3 separate regions of the Mus musculus genome follow, and regions 1 and 3 are each linked to region 2. Evidence: chromatin contacts called from public HiChIP or PLAC-seq data. All regions are on one chromosome and are shown on one strand. Each heading gives the region's core, a stretch centred on a gene start, on an enhancer-like site or on the middle of the called end of the contact. The rest is flanking DNA. Distances are from core to core; before and after follow the strand shown.

What was found. HiChIP or PLAC-seq counts read pairs in DNA pulled down with a chosen protein or histone mark.
Region 1: a contact with region 2 is called in an H3K27ac HiChIP or PLAC-seq map of embryonic stem cells, with 18 read pairs. The contact joins two enhancer-like sites. A contact is called at or near these places in 5 of 39 promoter capture datasets (the 3T3-L1 cell line, the C10 cell line, liver and 2 more), 2 of 15 datasets of contacts at CTCF or cohesin (the NIH/3T3 cell line and large pre-B cells), 3 of 484 Hi-C or Micro-C datasets (the F1.1 cell line, bone marrow-derived macrophages and ventricular fibroblasts), 7 of 115 datasets of contacts at active chromatin or transcription factors (embryonic stem cells, pancreatic cancer cells and stem cell-derived neural progenitor cells) and 4 of 9 other capture datasets (adipose tissue, liver, macrophages and 1 more).
Region 3: an H3K27ac HiChIP or PLAC-seq map of embryonic stem cells shows a contact between it and region 2, with 5 read pairs. The contact joins the promoter of Dera here to the enhancer-like site in region 2. A contact is called at or near these places in 1 of 39 promoter capture datasets (liver), 1 of 15 datasets of contacts at CTCF or cohesin (the NIH/3T3 cell line), 1 of 115 datasets of contacts at active chromatin or transcription factors (embryonic stem cells) and 3 of 9 other capture datasets (adipose tissue, liver and pancreatic islet).

Annotation. Positions count from the first base shown.
Region 1 is chr6:137,667,267-137,671,254 of GRCm38.p6, reverse strand. No RefSeq gene overlaps it. Among named protein-coding and RNA genes, the nearest start is that of Eps8, 20 kb to the right of the region's middle. Within about 2 kb of position 1,549, at least 4 of the 459 cell types and tissues checked have an H3K27ac peak or open chromatin away from gene starts, as enhancers often do. A contact at or near this core is called in embryonic stem cells, where this site is marked.
Region 2 is chr6:137,501,798-137,505,431 of GRCm38.p6, reverse strand. Eps8 (epidermal growth factor receptor pathway substrate 8) reads left to right here. Exons shown (of 22, transcript NM_007945.3): 16 at 1-44. Among named protein-coding and RNA genes, the nearest start is that of Eps8, 150 kb to the left of the region's middle. Within about 2 kb of position 2,236, at least 27 of the 459 cell types and tissues checked have an H3K27ac peak or open chromatin away from gene starts, as enhancers often do. A contact at or near this core is called in embryonic stem cells, where this site is marked.
Region 3 is chr6:137,752,013-137,755,976 of GRCm38.p6, reverse strand. Dera (deoxyribose-phosphate aldolase (putative)) reads right to left here and starts at 1,400. Exons shown (of 9, transcript NM_172733.1): 1 at 1,339-1,400. The coding sequence starts at 1,369.

The sequences.
Region 1 (3,988 bases), core at 300-2,799, 170 kb before region 2:
CCAGGACAGCAAGGGCTATACAAAGAAACCCTGTCTCAAAAAACCAACCCCCCCCAAAAAACCCATTTATCTGCTTTTTGCCGTTTATGAATAAACAAAAGTATTAGAACCTTTCCCACTGGGTTTGAGGAATTTGTTTCCTCCATGCTTTACGGCCCAAATCGAGACATATACTCATGGGGCAAGGGCCTATGTTCTCAGACAATAGTCCTGACAGAATTTACAGAAGAGCGCCCCCTGTTAATAATACCTGCGAAGTGTTTCCACCCAAATCCATATGAACAGAGAGCCCGCATGTCATGATTGTGCCCTTATAAGAAAAGAGTTGTCCTCCTGACTTTCTTTCTCAATCCTTCTCTCCCTGTCGCAGATATAAGAGGAGTCATCTGTAAACCAGGAAGTGAGCCTTCGCCAGTCGCCATCATTCTGGTACCCTGGACGTCTAGCATTCACAACTATGAGCAAGAAAGGTTAAGGCCATTCCATCTGAGTTTTATTTTTTTAAAAAGTAGCTTGAACTGGCTGTGAACTGTACCAACTCCTACAACAGCCAACTATCTTGGAAGTGGAATCTTCCCCAGTCAAGCTTCCTCAACAGATACTGGGGTGGCTGAGAGTCACTGCCTCTCCCAAACTTGATCAAATTGCAGATACATGAACTAAATAAATGAGCACTGCTGTTTTAAGTTGCTAAGTTTGGGGTGACTCCGGAGCTGGCTTAAATACAGTTGTGAATATGCCTCAGTATAACAAAAAGCCACTTCAAATAGTGCATTTGCACTAAAACTTTGCTAGTCACATAGTCTCAAAAAAAATGTTTTTGCGTTTGTTTTAATGTTTCAAACAGCACTCACATGCATAATAATAGAGTTGCCTCTTTAACGTTTGGATCTTGCATGCGTGCCTAATAGAAATATAAGCAATTATTTCAGTGAACTCAAATGGAATGGTACATCAACTGTGCGCTGTTTTCAGGCATGCTGGCTGTAGTAATTGAATTCTACCAGTGGAGAACATTACTGTGAAGCTCAGAGACTCGTGGGCTGGTTTTCATTCTGTGGTTTGTACTTAGAAACCACTGATTTGCCAGGGGTAGTAATGCAAGCCTTAATTACCAGCACTGGGGAGGCAGAAGCAGGCTGATCTCTGAATAGGCAGGCTAGTGCGTTATGGTTTGCATATGCTTAGGCTAGGGAGTGGCACTAATTGGAGGTAGGGCTTTGTTGGAATAGGTGTGTTACGGTGGGTGTGGGCTTTAAGACCCTCATCTTAGCTGCCTAGAAGTCAGTATTTTGTTAGTAGCCTTCAGATGAAGATGTAGAACTCTCAGCTCCTCCTGCACCATGCCTGCCTGGACACTGCCATGCTCCTGCCTTGCTGATACTGCACTGCACTTCTGAACCTGTAAGCCAGCCCCAATAAATGTCCTTGTAAGAGTTGCTTTGGTTGTGTCTGTTCAAAGCAGTAAAAGCCCAAGAAGACCTGTTCTACATATTAAGTTCCAGGACATCCAGGGATACACAGTCTCTGGGCGGGGATAGGAGTGGGAACTAAAAAGCAAACAAACAAAAAAACCCAAACCTATGGATTTAGCAAAATGTTAAGACAATAGAGTAGACTCAATAACAAAGAAACTTAAAAATGCCCTGCTGTGGTAGATTGAATGAGAAAGGCTCCCATAGACTCAGATTTGAATAGTTGGTCACCAGGGAGTGGCACCATTGTAAAGAAATAGAAGGTGTGGCCTTTTGAGAGGAAATGTGTCACTGAGAGTGGGCTTTGAGGTTTCCAAAAGGCACTCCAAGCCCAGAGTCTCTCTCTTCCTGCTGCCTGTAGATCCAGAAGTAGAACTCTCAGCCCCTTTCCCAGCATCGTGGGTGCCTGAGTGCTGCCATGCTTCCTGCCATGATGAAAACGTACTGCACCTCTGACACTGCAAGCCACCCCAATTAAATGCTTTCTTTTCTAAGAGTTGCCTTGGTCATGGTGTCTCTTCACAGAAATGGAACATTGACTAAGGCACACTTGCTTACTCTTTTTATTAATTTTCTTATTATAGTTGACTATGCCCATGAATGTGTGTCTCTGTGTGTATAGATGAGTGCAGGTGCCTACAGAGGCCAGGGGCTTCAGATCTCCTAGAGCTGGAGCCAGAGGCTCTGAGCTGCCTGTTGTTGGTGTTGGGAACCAAACTTGAGTCCTTTGCAAGAACAGCTATCTCTCCAGTCCCTTTGCTTGTGTGTGTGTGTGTGTATTATTGTTTATTGGGATCTGAAATAAAATCTATATACTTAGTGAATGTGACTTTAACCATGATTGAATAATAGAAAAATTTTTATAATAATTGTGTAAGAAGCAGTACTTTTGAATATCCACAGTCACTTGAAATATGTTGCTGGAATACATCAAGGCCCTGGGAGAGTCAAGAGTGGTTTCTGCAGTGGGGACCATGCTGGGAGCAGCTTGAGCCTCCATCCTTACTGGGGGTTCCAATTTGGGTGTGTGGGAACCAAATGTGGCCTTTCTCAGCACAGTTTGGTCTTGGGGACTCTGAGTAGAGGCAGGCAGGAAATGAAGAAAAGACAGTGATAGAGACACACTCTAGCAATACAGAATCAGGCGGGTTATGTGCCATTAGATGGAGCTACACCTGCTGCTGACTGGAACTTCAGTAGTTTATATGTTCAGCACAAAAAGAGGCTTTAGCCAGTCACAGTAGGAGGTCTCTGTTTCCAGCCTATTTTCTGTCTGGGAGGAGGAAGCTGCAGTTGCTCAGTTTGTACACACGGATCCATCATCTTTAAACACTCATACTTAGGCCAGAGGAGGAAGGCTTTGCCAATTTCCACCCTGACCCACGTGGAGAAAGGCTTTGCTGATGTCCCATGGCCCTGGGGCATTGACCCTTGTTATAGCTGTGCCTATGTCAGCAATACAATCTCACTTAGGGCTTTGTCCACTTCCTACGGAGCAAGATGGGACATTGAGAAAAGGCATCCTCCTCAGCAAAAGAGAGAGGCTGCCAGGCAAAGTAGCTCCTTCCTTACTTCTTCACAGTATCTATAGGCTGTAGAGCAAGTGCTTTAGCCACCTTGCAACCATCAATCTGGCAGAGGACAGTGGTGGGAAGGAAGTCTCCTTTTTTGAGGTAGACTCATGTCCCACAGCCTGGCCTCAAAGGACGTCACCAAGGATGATCATGAATTTCTGGTCCTTCTGCCTCCCCTTCCCACGTGTGCCACTGTGCCCAGTTTATGGGCTATAAGGATCTAACCTAGAGCTTCCTGCTTTCCAGGCAAGCAAGTAGTAGCTGAGCTACTCCCCAGGGCCTCCGTTACCTTTCTTTCTCAAGTGGTCCTCTCCAGCCTTCTGTTTGAGTGAAATAACTACATGACTCACTTGATTAAGCAAGCTGTAATGAGGACTTCTGATGTAAAGGGTCTGAAAGTGCTTTAATTATGCTGTAAGCCACCTACACAGCTCCTGAAAGAGTGATGTTTGGTTATTATCTCAGTAAGTAAAAACTCGTGTGTGTGTGTGTGTGTGTGTGTGTGTGTGTGTGTGTGTGTGTATAGGAACCTGAAGCTCATAGTCCAGTGTTTATCAATTGCTGTCCTCTTTAATGTTTGAAACAGTCTTTCACTGAACCTGGACCTCACTTATTGGCTGGACTGTTTGGACAGCCAACTCCTAAGACCCTCCTGCTTCTACCCATCATGCATCAGGTTGTACCACTACAACATGTATTTTAAACACTATTGATTGATGATGGGTTGATTTACGTGCATGCAGGAAGCCTGTAGGGGACAGAAGAGGGTTAGATCCCTAGAACGGAAGTATCTGTTGTTGTGAGCAGCCATGTAGATGCTGGGAACTGAGTTCACACCCTCTGGAAGAGCAGTAAAATGCTCCTAACGACTGAGCCTCCCTCAGTTTTTGAGAACAGCTCCTGAGCATCTGAAGTCGGGTCCTCATGTATCATGTGCAG
Region 2 (3,634 bases), core at 987-3,486:
GCTGCCATGCCTTTCAAGTCAACTCCTAATCACCAAGTAGATAGGTAATACTCCACAGGCACCATGTGGAGCACTCTGGGTAGCTGAGGGTGACTCTGGCTAGCGGGAGTGACGGGAGGTGGGGAAGAGGGTGGGAATTGCTTTGTTCTCTCAAGGTTTTGTCTGTTAGTGATTGGATAAGATGGCCATCATTCCTTACAGACCTGGTTTTGATAGGCAGGAGAGTTGGGACATCTCGTCTCTAATTCTCAGTGCCAATGCCCCTGGCTGGCTTCTGCTGTTTTAAAAAGATACTTCTGACTGTGGTCTGTACAGTAGAAGGAAGGAGCTGTCCTTGAACTTTGCAGGCTGTTCTGTTAGTCCCCACCAGAGAATCTCTGAAGAGCTCCCCTGGCTGAGGACATGATTCAGTGAGCAGCCAGCCAGCCTGGTATGCAGTGAGGGACTAGTTATGCAGTGAGGGACCAGAGACCCTACCTCAATCTGGAAGGTAGGGACTAAGCTCTGTGCCCATGCTGTGGCTGTCACTCACCCATGCTCATTCCCAGGACAGTTTCCTCAAAGGGTGTCCCAGCCCAGTAACATGGAAAAGAAACAATTTCTACCTATTCTGCATCTAGCAAAGACTAAAAAACAAAATATAAAAGCTAAACATAACCTGTCTTGTAGATAGAATGTTAGTTAGAGTCATGAGACTAAGCCAGGTGTGGCAGCTTTTGCCTGTTCTCCTGGGGCTTGGGTTGGCTGAGGTGGGAGGGCGGTGAGTTCAAGGACAGGTAGGGTGTTATTGTCTAGCCTGGTCTATGGTGTGGGGCTCTGTTTCTATCTCAGTCCCTCTGTTGGTCTCTCTCTGTCCACATGTGTGTGTGTGAACATGTGTGTTTGCCCTACATATAATTAACTTTTTAAATAGAGGTAGTACAGGGGAGGTAGAGGGACACACATTCACTTAAGATGGAAGGTGTCCCAGGGTGCATTTCTTCCTCCATAAGGAGCTTCAATGTGTGATTTTCCTTTAGAATCTGGGGTACAGCTGGGATGGAGCTCAGTCTGTTTATTCTTTGCTCACCCAGCATGCATAGGGTTCTGGTTTTAATCCTCAGTACCACAGAAAACCACCAGGGGCACGTGCCTGTAACCCAAGCACTTGGAGGTGGGTCCAGAGGGTCAGAAGTTCAAGGCCAGCCTGGGATGTATGATGCCCTGTCTGAAAAACATTGGGTGGAGCTTTGTTAAGGAGAGCAGAGGGTGGTCCCTGGATGTTATAGAGTGTCCCATATTAAACTGAGTTCAAAGAAAAGTCAGCAGGGAAGTATGTATTTTGAAATTGCCAACTTATAAACAATTCTTAATTATTTTTTTTTAAATTAGTGAATGTGGAGGTGGCTCGGTGGATAAAGCACTTGCCCTGCAAGCGTGGGGAAGGGAGTTGCGATGTTTAGAACCCATATAAAAGCTGGGTAGACATGGAGGCCGCTTATAGCTCTAGCATCTGGGAGACAGAGAGAGGGAAGCCCCAGGGCAAGCGAGGACTGATGCGCTCTGGGTTCAGGGAGAAGCTGTCCCTCCAAATGTACAGTGGGCGATGATAGATGAAAACACCAGATATCCATACCCGTAGGCCTACACACACATGTGTATTTAGCCTTCCGTGTACCCATGCACTGGGCTCCGTCGGTCTTTAATTAGCACAGGCTTGGTGCTTTGAATGGCTGAGTGACTGTGTCTGACACTGCAGTCCCCAGAGTCTGTGAGGTAGAGTGTTACCCATGGTTTAGCCCCTGCTGTGGACTATGGGAGTGTGACTCAGCATCTTTTAAAAGCTCGCCCTGTTCCTTGTGAGCTTTATGGGCTCAGGGCGGGGTGGGGGCAGGAGGCTGTGTCTTTGATTTATTCACTTGACCATATCTTTAAAGATTGACTCAGAAAGTTAAAGTAGCACTCTTATTGGAACTTAATGAAACGCAATGTAAATTTAGAAATCTACAACAGAGACAAGAATTGTAAGAACTTTAAAGATTAGCGTTATGATTGAATTCCAAATTTGCCTTTGAGTATGGCCCCGAGTTCAAGGCTGGTCTAGGATACATGATGAGTTCAGACCAGCCATGGCTACAGAAGGAGATCCGACCTCAAAAGCAAAATTAAAAATGTAATGAAACCAGTGAGCCAATGTAGAGGCAGCAGGAACTTCAGGTTTCCCTGCCTAACCAGCCACACCAGCTTAGTCAGGCACAGCCTTTCAAAGGCAAACAAGCCCGCCTTGTGGCCTGATGGGTGATTTGGCCAAATAAGAGGTACTCACTCAGCACCTACTGCATTTCTTGCATGTAGGAAAAAAATCGTGTTTAATCATAACTGTAACAGTAATTCAGGGTCCTTGTGCGTATCACATCGGATCAGCATTTTCTGATGGCTTTTGTAATAATTACATATTTTCTTCGCAACATAGAACATCAATGGTCCTAGCCACAGCCATCCATCCCAGTTTATATTGATCCCAACTGAGTAGTGGCATCTGGATAGGCCAGTTACTGACTATCTGTGAATTCTTTATGTGGTCTCTTTCGACCCCTCTGTAGCTGCTGTCTCCCTGTATGCACTGCCGTGGTTGGCTAGAGCTTGTTAATATACTGATTCAGGTAGACCCAGATGGTTGCGGGACGTTTTCTGTTCTTTCTTAGAATACAATCTACTCTCCCCTTATCTGCGGTGGTTCTTCTGCAGATTATTGAAGAGAGAAGCAGGGAAAAGAAAGGGTAAAGAGTGGAAATTACTATTTTCTTAACTTTTGGGGTAGGCGGATCTCTTTAACCCCCCCAAATAGATTCTCAATATAATGTAAATATATAAGCTAGCTAGCAGCAGAGCTATCACAGTAGAGGAAGGAATGTAGAATCTGATAATTTAACTGGCTTTAAACTATGATTATTCCATAACATATTAATAGCATAAGCTAGGTGTTGTGGTTCATACCTGTAATCTCAGCATTCAGGAGTCTGAGACAAGAGGGTCCCAATGAGTTTGAGACAATTCCGGGCTATTTAGTGAATTCTACACCACCCTGTATTAGAGTTTGAGACCTTATCTTAAGAACCAAACCAAACATGTATAATGTATAATAATTAGTGACCATAATTTTATTTTTATTTTAATATACTGAAAATAGCTGGTAGTCGGCACAACTTAAAAGTCTTCCATTGTTGTAGTCCCTGTGTCTGATGGAATGAGAACCCAGGATATATTGCAGACCTGTAACAGGGTTAGCCTGTTTCTATAGCTGGCACAGGTATGACTCGCCATGCCAGAGGACCTGGCTGGATGACCATCTTTAGTCTCACTCTATTGATTTTTTTTCATAGAGATTTGTGAGGAGATGTAGAAATGGATTGGAGGAGGTCAGAAACAGGATCATTCAGACTCTGCGTGATCATTTTACTGATGTTACTGTTGAACCGTTGTGCCGGAGATGAGGGAAAGATGAATACTCTTTAATGCTTGACATTTCATTGTACAGTGTAAAAAAGTAATATCAAATGCATTGTTAAATCTGCTAATGCTGATTATTAGAAGTGGCATTTGGTTTTTTAAAGAAAATATCTTTTTAAAAAATAGAGCCCGTGCATCAGTGATT
Region 3 (3,964 bases), core at 151-2,650, 250 kb before region 2:
GGAAAGGTAGTGTTTTGATGGCTTTTTAAGAAAGCTCTTTCTATATAGTCCAGGCTAACCTGACACACAACTGATGCTGGGGTTACAGGTGTGTGCAATAGCACCCAGCCCAGGACTTACACTTTAAGAAAGTAAAAATGGCCGGACAGTGGTGGCGTACGCCTTTAATCCCAGCACTTGGGAGGCAGAGGCAGGTGGATTTCTGAGTTCCAGGCCAGCCTGGTCTATAGAGTGAGTTCCAGGACAGTGTAGAGCTACACAGAGAAACCTAGGGGCTGGGGGCGGGGGGGGGGGGGGGGAGTAAAATTGGCTTAATTGCATCTCCTGAAAGGAAAATTTGAAACTTTAAAAGAGCTGTTGGGGGGGGGGGGGAATTATGTTACATCCTCGACCTTGTACAAAGATGCAGACTAGCTTCATCTTCAGCCCTTAGTCCATCTTCCAGGGTCACTGCTAAAGTTTACACTGCAGGGATAAAGTGTAAGGCTCTGTTGGAGAGAGGGACTAAAGTGCCATTAACCTGGTACAGAGACTACCTGTCAAGCATGCAATTCTAAACACTTCTAAAGTCTAGACTGGCAAGTCCCTTCTGAAAAGAGTAACCCTGTGTATCACTCACAGCCACTCAAAATCAGTCCCTATGAAAAGAACTTAGTGCGCTCATTATCGTTGCTTATTCAACACTAAGTGCAGAGAAATATACCAGCGGCTCCAAGTATCCCCTCCTCACACTATCCAAACCACCTTCAGACAGAAGTAGCTTCCTAATAAATAACTACTTTACAGATGCCGGTATATAAGCACAGAGTGAGTAATTTACCCAAAATCACACACCTAAGAGGGTCCAGGATACAAAGCAAACAATCTATTATGCAAAGTTAAGTCATTGACATTTGGCTCAGTCACGTTTTTGCTACGTTTGAATTACAGACTTTTAATTTTTTTTCCCAGAAATATCTGAACTAGTATCAATAAGGTGAAAAATAGTTTTAAAAAGAACATTTTGTCTAAGCATTTAAAATCATTTTTAGCAGACGGCGATGACCACCAGCACAGCCAACTTTGGGAATGGCTACGTGAGTCCGGCAGTAAATGAATGGCACACAAGTACCCGGCAGGCTTTTCACTCGGGTTGGTTTACTGCGACCACAGAGCTACATAGTGCAAAGATCTAATTAACCCTTCCTTGCTTCCGCTTAAAGGGTTAAGACTGCATAGAGCCTGGCGACAGGGCTGTCCCCGAGTTCTGCCTCAGTTCAGGTCTCCGCCCTCCGGGGATCGCCCTGGGCACCCCCACCCCCAACCTGGCGAAGGGGAGCGCAACCCGCTGGCCCTTACCGAGCTCTGTGCCCCGGCAGTGAGCAGCCATTGTGGCCACCGCTGAAAGCCAACCCTTGCTCCAGGTCGCCACACGGGCCTGGCCTTCCTCCTTCCTGTCAAGTCCCCGCCCAGAGCCACGCCCCTTTTGCAACGCCCTACCAAAGCCACGCCTCTTCGGTCCTGTACCACTTAAACTTTTCTCCAGCTCCTGGGCTTGGAGCCCAGCCAGGTCATCACCCTACCTGTTCCCTGTCTTTCCAGGTCAGGCCTGTGACTTGAGCATTCCCCAGCTCCAGAAGTCTCCCAGACCATTTTTAAATGCTTACATGGCCAATTGAACTAGACAGAATCAGACTTAGGAACTTTAGCTGTAGGATCATGTGAGTGGCAGGACTGGATTCTTTCTTGCATGAGCGGAGCAATGTAGTCTTGGACCCGAATTGTGGGTAGTGTTCCAGAGCCCTCAGGGGACAGCCAAGGTAGTCTAGGAGCTAGAACGCGCTGTAATTTCTAGTCTGGACTCAGTGAAAGAGCAGCTAGGACATAAGCTTAGGAAGACTCGGTTTCTTATTTTTGTTTTTTTTTTTTTTAAGATTTATTTTATGTATATGAGTACACTGTAGCTGTCTTCAGACACACCAAAAGAGGGCATTAGATCGCCATTACAGATGGTTGTGAGCCACCATGTGGTTGCTGAGAATTGAACGTAGGATTTCTGGAAGAGCAGTCAGTGCTCTTACCGCTGAGCATCTCTCCAGCCCTTTCGTTTTGTTTTTAAGACAGTTTGCTTTGTAATCACGGTTGGACAAGAGGTTGCTGTGTTGAATCTCCTGCCCCAGACCCCAGATCCCCATTGCTGGGATTACAGGCAGATGCTACATTCAATAAAAGGTCCAGCTTCTTTCATTTAGAAAATATAGTATTTTCATTTTTGTGTCTACACACATATGTGTGCATAGCACATGTGTTCAGGTATGTGCAAAGGCCAGGCCAGGCCACTCTGGACCAAGAGTTAGTCAGGAGCTGGGAACCATACTTAAGTGTTAAGAAGCGCAAGCACTCTCAACTGCTCAGTTCCCTCTTCAGGCCTGAAAAGAATTTTTTTAACTTAGTTCTGTGAATAATTGAGTATGTAACCTAGGACACACTACTGGCCTTAGTTCTGTGAATAATTGAGCATGTAACCTAGGACACACTACTGGCCTTTGTGAACTTCATTTTCCTTATCTGTAAGAAAGGATCGCGACAATTTCTTTGCTTTCTAAAGTTGAGATTCAGTGATGATTTTTCTCAGCCTGGTTTCTCTGAATTACTCCAGGTTCACAGTCTAGGGGGTGAGCCACTGTATCTGTACTCACATGGACCATCTCTGCTGAGCTACAAGTTTGTCTGAACTACAAGTTTCTCTAGTGAATCAATTGCTCTAGTTCTTTCATCTCAGGAAAGTCCTGCCAGAGATGTACATATACCCAGAGACTCAAATTTTGAGAATTAAGCAGCAATCTGGTAAACAGGTCTCTAATGAGCTCAAACTATTTGTAATTCAATTCTTAGTGACTAGAAGGTTCTAGGACATAAGTCTACTTACTGCAAAACTGGGTGATCAAAATAGGTTTGTATGCAAAGTTGTAGTTTGTAAATACCTGAGGCCATGATAAATGTAAGTTATTAATGTGGTGTCAGATACACAATTACTCTGCTAGATAGAAACCTGCTTATTTCCCTACTGAGCTGCCATCTAGTCTGGTCCACACACAGCTACTTCTAAATATTTTGGATGTATGTCTAGGCCATATTCATAATGCCACTGTTATTTTCACTTAACCTTGCAAAACTTGGAGCAAGCACTAAAAACCTGGAGCTTATCTGAAACCATCTAGATCACCAAGAACGCCAACATCACGCATAGCCAAAATATTCATGTCTCAATGGAGAAACCTATAGAATTAACCTAGTCACAATGACCAAGCAATCCTACCTAATATGTAGCTATCTCGTGTGGCCTGGCCATGTTCATTAAGTGCACACATATGCACTACCATGTCTGACTTTACACGTGGCTGCTGGGAAAGCAAACTCGGATGCTGGAACATGCACAGCACACCCTTCACTGACTAGGCTGACTCGCCAGTCCCCACTTTACTTGGAAGTTTCAGCCCCACTGAAAGTTTCAGCAGGCTATGAGAAAATTGGCACACTGTCAAAGAATTATCTACCAGCACCCACAAGTGTCCCAACCTCCTGGTTCATATTCTAAAGCCTTTCCTACAGTGTAGATTGCAAGGCTGAGAACCAGGCAAAGGCGGGAGGTGGGAGACAGCAACATCCAAGAACCATGGGCAGCACAAGGAAGGATTAACAGAAGGGAGCTTCCAGGAAAAGCACACAGCCACGTGTAGGAATCAAACACACACGTGGGGTCATCCATGCCTTTTCATGTGAGCACCTGAATTTAAGGTAGCGTCAGTCACTAAGGAAGCTGAGAACAGGTTTAGCTGAGGAAAGGCTTCTAGCATGAGGGCAGAGGTTTCTCCTGGTGACTCAGAACAGAATAGCTTGGCCAGCACCTGGACTTTGCTCAAGTGAGCCTTGTTTCAGCCTCAGGACACTGCGATCTGTTACCAAGCATGCTGGTTCAGGCTAC